Regions from separate parts of the Gossypium hirsutum genome. Here region 2 is linked to region 1. Evidence: chromatin contacts called from public Hi-C data. All regions are on one chromosome and are shown on one strand. Each heading gives the region's core, a stretch centred on a gene start, on an enhancer-like site or on the middle of the called end of the contact. The rest is flanking DNA. Distances are from core to core; before and after follow the strand shown.

What was found. A called contact is a pair of places that touch in the nucleus more often than the background predicts.
Region 2: a Hi-C map of leaf shows a contact between it and region 1, with 3 times the contacts expected there. The contact joins the promoter of LOC107928141 here to the enhancer-like site in region 1. A contact is called at or near these places in 14 of 34 Hi-C or Micro-C datasets (anther, callus, hypocotyl and 2 more).

The regions. Positions count from the first base shown.
Region 1 is chrD01:61,987,873-61,993,548 of Gossypium_hirsutum_v2.1, forward strand. No RefSeq gene overlaps it. Among protein-coding and RNA genes, the nearest start is that of LOC107928142, 10 kb to the left of the region's middle. Within about 2 kb of position 1,574, at least 8 of the 9 cell types and tissues checked have an H3K27ac peak or open chromatin away from gene starts, as enhancers often do. A contact at or near this core is called in hypocotyl and leaf, where this site is marked.
Region 2 is chrD01:62,225,554-62,231,034 of Gossypium_hirsutum_v2.1, forward strand. LOC107928141 (secoisolariciresinol dehydrogenase) reads right to left here and starts at 2,343. Exons shown (of 2, transcript XM_016859327.2): 1 at 2,187-2,343; 2 at 810-2,111. The coding sequence starts at 2,224. The coding sequence ends at 1,310. It overlaps LOC107928140 (putative pentatricopeptide repeat-containing protein At5g37570), which reads right to left. Exons shown (of 1, transcript XM_016859326.2): 1 at 5,191-5,481.

The DNA.
Region 1 (5,676 bases), core at 324-2,823:
CCAGCAAGAAATTTGAAAGGACGACCTTTGGGCAATGTAACTCTTGGACTGAGAGATAAAAGTAGAGGTCTGTGATTTGACTTGATTATTGGGAGATGAGTGACTGATCAATGCGGGAAATTCTCACCCACTTGTCATTCCCAATAGCTCTATCAAGTCTCTTAGATAACCCACCCTGATACCAAGTGAATAGGGGCACCCTGAAACTTAAATCTTGTAAATTAGACACTTCAAGAAAATCATTAAAAATAGGGCAACCTTTCCCAAATCAGCGTCTTTCTTTTTTCTCACTAGAATAAAGTAAAGTATTAAAATCACCAATAGTGATCCAATGAGTATTATCTGTCGGGATAACAGCTAGAAGGTCCTCCTAAACTTTCCTTCTTTTCTATCTATCGAGACTCCCATACACAAAGGCAATATGAATAGGTATAACAATACCACTACTAAGAACTCGAACACAAATAAATTGAGGATTATTACATAGAACCTTAATGGAAAGTGGTTCTTTCCAACCTATTTAGATGTCTCCAGAAAATCCAATAGCCTGCACCCTATGAGAAAACTGAAAACCCAAGCTAGAAATAATCTTGTTAGCTTTAAGACCACTTACTACTGTTTCCAACAAACTAACAATGTCAGGTTTGTGTTCTCTGCTATATTCACGAAAACTGCAAAGAAATTTTGCACTGACACACCCTTGACATTTCCATGAAAAAACCGTCAAATTCATAAATATATATAAAAATTAAAAAAAGACGAACTTACTAATTTGAGCCCAAATGCTCAATTTTCTGCACTTCTTCTGAGACTTCTGAACCTTTAATATTTTCCTTTCCAATGTGATCATTAAATAAGCCAACCAAAGAATTCATAGAATCTGACAGCTGAACTCGAGCATTCCCAACAGATTTAAAACTATTTCCATGACTACGGATAGTCTTCTTCAATTTTTTTCCGCTATAATTTCTTCCATCAAATTCAAAACAATCCGCGACTTTTGTAATTAAACCTTGCTTTCGTCTCATTTCCCAGATTTTTTTATTGGTTATATTTCTATTTTTAAAATGATTGCAGTGTGTTTTCCTATATCTAGAACCTTACCATCTAATTGAACCATAATCTCTTCTGACTTTTCAAAAGTGGGATTAAAGTGTAAAGTAGTCAATTCAGAATTATTTAATGGATTAGCATACTTCATCGAAATAAATCAAGACGGATCTCTTCGATTGTTAAGCCCCAAAATGGTCTCATTCAAATTAGTTTCAGCAGACTGCTCACGCGTCTCTAAAAGAATTTTATCACACTTGTTAAAATGACCTTTATTTGAACTAGACCCAATCGAAAGTGGGTTAGATGACTCTTTTCTTGGACCACCCTTTTTAAACTTCTCAAAAACTAATTCCTTAGCAACTTGCCCCATAGACCGCAAGCCCAAATCGTCACCATCTTTTAAATTCAACCTAGTTGTCTTAATTTTCTTAGTTTGAATTTTTGGATCCACTAAAGAATCCTTATGGCTTGTATTAATAACATTAAAATTCGAGCTTTCCTCCATTAAAACATGACCCACAGATCCATTTATAAGCCCAGATGCCTCACCAGCCCTATTTTTATTAACAAAAGGAATAGTCCATTCTTTGGTATAGTCCACCGGCAAAATCGTCTCACCTACCTTTTTTCGTCCAATAAACGTGACACTATTCCCTCATTATTATTAGTTTCCTTAGCAAAACCCCTCGAAATCCTATCTTCCCTTAAGACCAGATTTTCCTTCCTATTCAAGACCAAAAATCTCGACCCCAATCTAGTATTTTCTTGATTTTCTCCCCTTTGGTTTCGCAAATCCCTCTAGCCCTTCCGAGATTTCTATTTCACCACCATCCATAGTTTGAACGTCTGTCCCTTGTCCCTAATCATCGAATCCACCACATCCGTTTTTCTATTGACTTCCTCAGTCACAGTGCTTTTTTCTACTACCGATAAAGTACATTAATCCTTAAAATGACCATATTTCTTACAAGAAAAATAAATAGTCGGTAAGGCTTCATACTCGACCCTTTGTATCTCTTTGTTCACCATAACTAGAAAGAAGAGGTTTATCGAGATCAACGAACACAACCATTTTAGCAAAACAACCTCTTGTTTTGCTATCAGTATTAAGGTCAAACTTGACCACCTTGCCCACCAAGCCTCCAACTTCTTCCGAAATTCTCCTTATATACATGAATCACAGTAGACCCAATAACCTAATCCACGCCAAAACCATACTTGGGTAAGATTTCATGGGACTGAAGTACTTTGTCCATGGCTAAACAATGAGATATTGTCCATATATAATCCAAGGCCCTTGCGAAAGAGCTTTGTTATAATCCTCTATGCATTGAAGTTTAGCCAAAAAATAGTCATTCTCTATATCCATTAGATGGAACGGTTTCGTTGGACGCCATAGACTACTGATTCTATTGAATAAGGTTGCGAAATCAATATTCTGACCCAGTAATTTCAGCACTATCGTAGTCTCCATATCCTTGAATATGATTTGTTGAATACGTTCCGAAAATTCAATAGTCGGGATATCGTTAACCATAGACTTTTTAATGTCACCTTCCAGAAATTCAAGATCTCCATCACAATTCTTACCAAGAGATTTAAGATTTTCATCTTGATTCTGTTCCCCTTTTCCGATAAACATCTACTTCCAAGAGACCTTTGTTGGCGAATCCGAGCCCTTTGATGGTGAGTCCAAATCCTCTAGCATTTCAACATCCTCAACCCCACTATATTTTTTAAACCTAAATTTTATCGTTTCTCGATCATCGGCCGAACGAGATTCAGAGGCACTTACAACTTCCAGAGAAGACATTCATATAAATTAACATAAAATATGTTTAGTATTGCTTTTAAGAAGCTCAAATATTCAATATATTTTTATAATTATATTTTAAAAATTGAAAAAACTTTATTTAAATTAGAGTTGGGCTAGCTCGTGGACAATAACTCTTTGACCAAGTCAGCCTGGTCATAGACAACTCTAGAAATACGATCTCTCCAAAGTCTGAGCTATTCATTCAGTACCTTTCAAAATCGAAATTGAACAAATTTTTTAAAATAATTTAATTAGAAAATTATATTGAAATTCGATTTAATTATGACTAAACAAATAGCTCAAATTTACCTTATTACTATAAAAGAAGTAAACAACTTCTTTTTTTTGTACTTTTTGAAATTAGTTATATTTTTATAAAATTTTGAATTATTAAATGAATTTTTAAAAATATTATACTTTTAAAGGACTTTGTTATTGAAAATATAAAAATTTTTAAATTTTTTTTATGCACCTTTAAAAAGTAAAAAAAAAACAAATTAACAATAATAGTAAACATTGAGGGTTAAAAATTTATTTGATTTTTTATAATTGTAATATGAGACAAAAATATAAAAATGTTTAAATAAAAAAAATTACAAAAATACAATATCTCAAAATAAAAATTTAAAATATAGTAGCTAAAATTTAAAACTTACAAATACCTTGCAAATATTAAAGTTAAAAAAAAAAAACTTGTTTGAAGGAAATTAAATAAATAAATAAAGGGAACCATTATAGATTTTGTTGGTGACAGTGGAGGGTTGAGTTTGTTAATCAACAAATGGTCCCAAATGATCATAAAACCAAAACAAAGGTGTTCAATGTTTTCTACAAACATACTTGTTTTTTTCCATATTTATGGGGTTAAGATTTTGACATGTATTCTTAAATTATATTTAAAATATTAAAAAGTAAATAATTAGTTTTTTTTTACTCTATGCATCTTTTTTACCGCGTGTGATGCATGAGTTTGTTCAGAAGGTTTGAATTTGAAGTTAAAACAAGAAATTGGTTGCTTAATTGTCTTTTGCTTCCATGAATAGGAATAATATGAAATTTTGTGTTCCAGAAGGGATAATCCTCCTAAGGAATAAATTCCTTTTACTATTAACCAAACAAACACTTTAGCTAAATATGGATATTTTAAATTTCTGAAGAACTTTGGTTCATCCAATTAATAGTAATAATGGTGTATTAACAAAGGGCTTTTATGAGGGTCACCAAAGGTCAATAAAATACAAATCCAACTTCTTCGTTCTTTTGCTTTCTATTTTAAGCCACCTTTTCATTATATTTTCCAACTATTCCAATGTGACTTTGTTGTTGGTTGACAAATTAAAAATATGTTGAATTTTAGTATTCAATTTATTAGAAAATTATTTAGTATATTAAATATAATTATATTATTTCGTAGAATAAATCTTAATTTTTGAAAATTATTTATTTTTTTAAATAAATAGATAGTTTTGGAGAAAAGTTAAGCTTATATTTGAATAAATATAATTAAAAGAAAAGAAGTGAAGGAAAGCGAGGAATTCTTAAATGAATATAATAATGTGAATATCTCATTTAAAAAAAATATAATTTATTTTAAATATACATATAATAACGTACTTATATTATTCAATATATTTTTTTGCTGAATTATCAGATACATTTAATACCTATCGAAATAAAAGAAGCAATTTAATTTATAGTATTCGAAATTGAACACATAAAATCAATTTAAGCAACTATAATTTTCGTAAATAAACAATAATGCGGTGAAAAGAGAAAACAAACAGGATAAATGTAGCTATGAAAAATATGGCCATGTGTTAGTAGACCATTGGTTGAATTATAAAATATATAATGTTCATAAAATTATAAGATATTTTAAAAACTCAATAAGTATTTGTAATTAGTTCCAAATTTTAAAAATTCTAAATATAATTTTTAGAGCAATATCTAATTTTTTAAGTAAGACGTTGTATTTATCTTTTGCTTTTTCCACCACATCAGTGTTTACAAATCTAAATATTAGATGTAATATTTAATCGATCTTATCTGATATTTTTTAATAATATAAAGATTAATTTATTCCGTTTTGAAAGGGATCAAATTACTATTAGCCTAATAATTTATTCGCGAAAATAGGTAAAGCCATCATTAATTGCCCTTGTTTTCTTAAGTTATAATAGTACATGGATTAAACTACTTCGAGGGATTTAATTGTTTCTAACCTTATAGCATAAGGATCTCTCAAAATAAATTGATATTTTAATTCCTATTGTTGATGCACGGTATCTACAAGGGAGAAGAGGACTGGTGCGAGGAGGATCAGTTCATCCACGTTGGGGCCAAGACTTGAAAAGGTTAGAGAGTGTTGAGGTGAATGGAGAGGAGAGGGTGTTAGAATTGTAAAATAAATCTAAAATAAAACTTAATAAACCAGGATCTATCATGTCAAATCATCAAGAATAAATCAAGAACAAAATTAGATGCGGAAGCATACCTAAATCTATAAATTCCTTGAAATCTACGGATCTTGGGGATTTGATCTTTTAAACTAGCACACAAGAAATTCAAAGAATATTTGCTCTCTCTTTTCTAAGGATAAGATATTAGAAAAGATACCTTGTTGTGTAATTTGGGGACCATAACCCTAATATTTATAACCTTCGCATATTAGTTCTAATTCTTAATTAACCCGTCATTAATTAGAATTTGATTAGAACTCAATTACTAGAGTATCTACACATATTTGACCCATACTTTATTTAATAATTAAAGCCCAATAAAATTCTAACCAAATTAGATCACTTTTA
Region 2 (5,481 bases), core at 1,093-3,592, 240 kb after region 1:
TAATAATAATACTAAATAATTTAATAAAAGTAAAAAATAAAAACAGGACTAAATCAAAAACAAAACAACATCCCAAGGGAGAAATCAAAAATAAAATAATGCCACAGATCAATTTGTGATGCTCGCAGAGGAAGGGGGACCATTGGGCAATTATCCCTAATCATATGCGCATTATTCCACGTGGGACTAAAATGAAACAACCATAAAATTGTATGGCAAATTTAAAATAAAAGGAAAAAAAGAACAGGGGGCTAATTGTAACGCATTGTAAAAGCGGGGGGACCCCGCGCAAAAATAACCCATTTCGTGAAGACGCGCGGCTCCCCTGGAACGGGTCGGGTCGCGCGCGGGTCATTGGGCTAAACGGCGCCGTTTCAAAATTGTTATTAAAATCAAAGTTTTTTTTTAATTTCATTTTTGTGCTGTTTTCTTTTAAAAAAAAGTTTGAATCTCCCCCTGGCTCTCTCTCTCCCTCACGATTTCCAGCTTCATTTTCGGCCTCCGCCGCGCCACCTCCACGACGGGTGGCCGGAGTCGCATGTAACGAGCCTCTCGGCGCTCCCTTCATGGCGTCCTGAAGGCTTGACCTTCTCAACCATGGGACTGAGAGAAAAAAAAGAAGCCCCTCCCCTCATTCGACTCCGGCGACGACGAAGACGGGCTCCGACGCCGGCCTTCAAAACAAACAGGTATCCCTCCTTTCCTTTTTTTCGTTTAAAAAAGTTGTAGAAAATAAACAAAAAAAATAAAAAATAAAAAAATAGAAGAAAATAAATAAGAAAAACGCAAGAACATAGAAGAAAATAGACTGAGATCAACCTTTTTCTTTTGCTTTTTGATCTTTTTGTTATTGATTCGGTCTCCAAAAAATTTACAGAGATAGTGTTTGGCTTTTATAGCCATTTTACAATGCATTTTGGGTTGTATTTTGCTGTTTTGCACTATCTGTTGCGTGTTCATGCTTTCTTTTCTGTCATTTTTGCAGGTGTCAATGGAGTTGGTGGCAGTGGGTGGTGGCAGCGGCGCTGAGGGCAGGTAAGCTAGGGTTTCAGTTTTCTGAAACCCTAGCTTGGCTGGTGATTGGGTCCTGGGCCATTTTAATTTGGGCTTCGGGTAGTTGGGCTCATTTTTGGTTCTGGGCCGGGCAAAAATGGGCTTGTACATTAAGGATATAAGGAAGATAATTATGATGTTTACATTAATCTACCACAAGTGAATTACAATAAGTTAAGAAATCATATGAAAACATGAAATAATTAAAAAGAAAAATGCCAATTTAATGATTCAAAAAAGGAAAACAAAGAATCAATCAACCTTCGGATGACAGGCTCCTGATAACATTGGACAGGGAAGGATTGGTGGTACTATAGCCTCCATCGATGATCATATTGAGTCCACTTACGTACTTAGCATCATCACTTGCCAAATACAAAGCCGCTTGAGCCACATCTTCTGGTTCCAGCACCACCCCTTTCAAGTTCGACCCCATGGCTATCAGTTCCTCCACTTTCTCCTTCTCCATGTTACCGAACGGTCTCGTTACCATCGGAGTCGCCACACCGTGCGGCGAAATACAGTTTACTCTTATCCCATATTGCCCCAACTCCACCCCTAGATTCTTAGCCAACCCCACCAACGCGTGCTTCGATGTCACATACGCATGCCCAACACCGGCACTACCGATCACTGACCATACGCTTGTTGTAAACAGAATGCACCCTTTCTTCGCCGGTATCATCACCCTAGCAGCATGTTTAGAACCCAAATACCCTCCAAAGATATTGATATCAAGAACCCTTTTGAATCTCTCATCGTTTGAAGTAACTATGTTCTTATCGGGACTGGATATACCGGCGTTGTTGAACATTATATCAAGCTTCCCATGCTTCGAAACGGCGAAATCAACGGCGTTTCCGACATCAGAGTCTAATGTAACATCGCAATGAACATATGAGATGTTTTCTTCTCCAAGTTCTTGAGAAATAGCTTGTCCTAAATCATCTTGAATGTCTGCAATGACAACCTTAGCACCATGTTGAACAAATAACCTTGCTGTAGCCTCACCTATGCCACCGGCACCTCCAGTTATCAATGCAACCTTCCCTTCAAGCCTGTAATGGAAATAAAGGGTTAATTGATGAAAAATGTATATATACATATGAACAAATCTGGGTTTTTTTGGTTACCTTTTTTGGGTTGAAACAGCCGAAGAACTGGTACTCATTTTTGCTAAATGAAGAGTTTATTAAGTGCTTGCTAATGAAGCTTAAATTCCACTCTGGTTTTTATTGAAGATAGATATAATAAACAAAGGCAAGTTGGATTACTATAAAAGTTGATTTATTCAACGCTTATCCACTTCCTCGCATGTGATATTGTCAACAAGGCTACGCAGCCTTTGAATAATCTTATTCTTTTGTCGGAGATGTTTGAATAATCTATATTATGTAAAAGTGGGTCAATTGCATTGCGTGTTGTTGTTTTGACACGATGATTGTGCCGAAGGTTTAGGTAACAGTTTAATCAGTGTTTTGTTTTTCTTTGCCGTGATAATCATTGATTGTTTATCCAACGAGCCTTTGACCTGAACATGTTGAATGCTAAAAAGGTTATCTCCATCAGACACTCTCTTTTCTTTTCGCCCATTCTTTATCCATTATCAAAATATTTTGGTCCACATTCAAAGAAAGACCCATTAGAGAAATTTATAGGCTTTAAAACCCTAAGGCTCGTTTTAAGCCCACTAGAGACAAATATTCATTTCCTTTCTTTTTTGGGAAGTTAACAATTTTGGAATGCTTATCATTTTCAATCCCTCTTTGCTTTGTAGGTTTCTCCTTATTATAAGCAACTTCTTCCATTTCAATCCCTCATTAATTCTCGTTGAGAACATTAAAACGAGATCCTCCACCATTATCGTGTTGAATATTGTTCACCTTTTCCCCCATTCTTCGCCCTTTCCGTCATTGTCAGCGTTTAACTAGCATCCAAAGCCCATAGTTCTGATCTTCCACCCTCCGCTGGAGATCGTGAATCTCCAAAATCAATGAACTATGAGCAATATCGTTCATTGGCGGTGAGGGTCGATTCTTTGGAAACGAATCAAAGCTATGCCCATAAAGACCACATCGAAAGCAAACATTGGGGTAGAGATTTATACTCAATTCATTACACTCGCCCATCAATTCTAACTTTTGATAACGGAGGTTTCCTAAGATCAACACAAATAGTCATTCGAGCAAATCGTCCCCTTTTAGCACTATATGTATTTTCATCAATCTTTAACACTGGTCCAATTGCTTGACCAATAGCTCTCAAGATATAGTTTGAATAATAGCCTTCTGGTAGTCCAGGTAGCCTTACCCAAACAACTTGAGTGTCAACCTCATTCTGGGAAGTCGAGAATGTAGGTGACCATGGACGAACAATCAAGTACTGTCCAAAAATCACCCATGGGCCATTGGTCAAAACATTATTATGATCCTCTTCATCATTAAAACTAGCAAGATAATAATCGTTTTCCAAATCCATAAGTTGAAAAAGATGTTCGGAATTCCATAACATTGTGACCTCGTTCAACAAAGCATTGAAAGCAATCTTTCGTCCTAAAAGATTGACAATGATTGTCCTTGTCATTTTCCTTTCAATATATTTATGAACCTTTTTAAAGAATGTAATCGATCAACCATCTTCGTCGTCACATCACCCTTTTGGAGCTCAAAATCCTCCACCTTCTGAGATGAATCAGAGGTGGTAGAAAATCCTACCCGGGTGTTTTTGTAGGACACCTTGGCCATAATAGCCTCCAGTAACTTCTTCCCATTCTCATCCACCGTTGGATCATCAATATCTGGTAGCAAGTTAGGTTGCCATCTTACTTTCTTTGTAGCGCGACCGATGCCGGCATTCGAACCAACAAGAGTGACACCAATCACAAAATTCGTCACAAGCAACATTTCACTCATCTTGAGTTGATAGTATTATCAATGGAATATTATTAAAATAAAACCATCTTGACCGTGTGAAACGAACATTCGTGAAATATATATTCTTTCAGTATTATATAAATATTGTAATAATGATTTTGTCTTTTATTATATAATACTTAAATTCCTAAAATAATTGACATGTTTTAATCATACTTATTATTTTGAGAAAGGTTACTTTGAATGAAGCAAAAATATATTATTTAATAAATTAAAATATATACTTATATTGCAACGATTTTGACTAATAAAAAATATCAAACTTTCAACTTTTCAATATTTCAAGTGTTCAACAACAAACATCATGCATGATGCACATAGGGTCAAAGAAAAAAAATGTGGCAGCAACAAAGAGAATACTGACGTTGAAAAGTACAAAGGAAAAAGATATTCAAATGTATATATATATATGTGTTTGTGTGTGATTCAAAGGAGAGGCCTGCTGCTTTAACCACACAAAAAAAAAAAAGAGAAGCCTGCCAAAGGGGCCTCGTATGAAAAGCGAAAACCCCCTCCTCCAGAAAACCCATGAGTCACTAATGACCCAAAATCAGAGCATTCCACAGCATGATTTCATTCATGATTTCATAAACCCACCACTTTACACCCCTAAAACCCTATGAAAGTGGAAAGGGTTCTGAACTTGATATCTTTCTCTAGGGCCTGAGCTTTTTTTTTAAGTTAGGACCCCGAACTTCATAATAATTTTCACATTTAGGCCTAAACTCTAAGGCTTTCAAAAATTAACGTGGACAAAAAAAATTCAAACCCCAATAAAAAAATAATTGTCAATTTCAAAGGTTAACTTGGATAAAAAAAAATCAGACTCCAATTTAGAAGTAATTATCAAATTCAAGCCCCAATATAAAAAAATTACCAAGCTCAAGACTCAAAAAAATGATTTAACGCAACTGAAAAAATAATTAAAGAGGAATCCCAACATTTAGCCTATTGCCCATAGGTGTTCATCTCATATATCACAGGTCTAGTTGCGAGTTTAAGTCGCAAAGATCTGTGAGTAATGATTTGCTGTAGGTGTACGAGTTCTACCAAAGAGAGAAAGTATAGGCCTATGGAAGTTACAAGTTAACGACTTAGAATAAGTTTTCCTATTCAAAATCTATATACCTAGAACCTTTATTGATTCTGTAGTTCTACTTTGCAAAACCACATCTAGTATTTGTTGTCAGCATCACTCAAGAGAGAAATGAATTAATACTTGAAACTAGATGGAACATACAAAATTGACCCTTAGTCTCAAGTGAAATTTTCTATAATTTGCAGTCATTTTCCAGTCCTAAGAAGGCTTGAGAGGTGTAACAATGCTAAATGCTTCACCCTCGTTCAATTCCTTTGAACCATGGGAATATTGGTCAAGTTCTTCAAACTCAATCCAACAATTAAACCTTTGGGAACCAAAATTGCCCTTAGGGTGTGTCAATTTGCATGACAATTTGTAGTTTAGGAACAGAGGGGGCATAGCCAACAACAAATT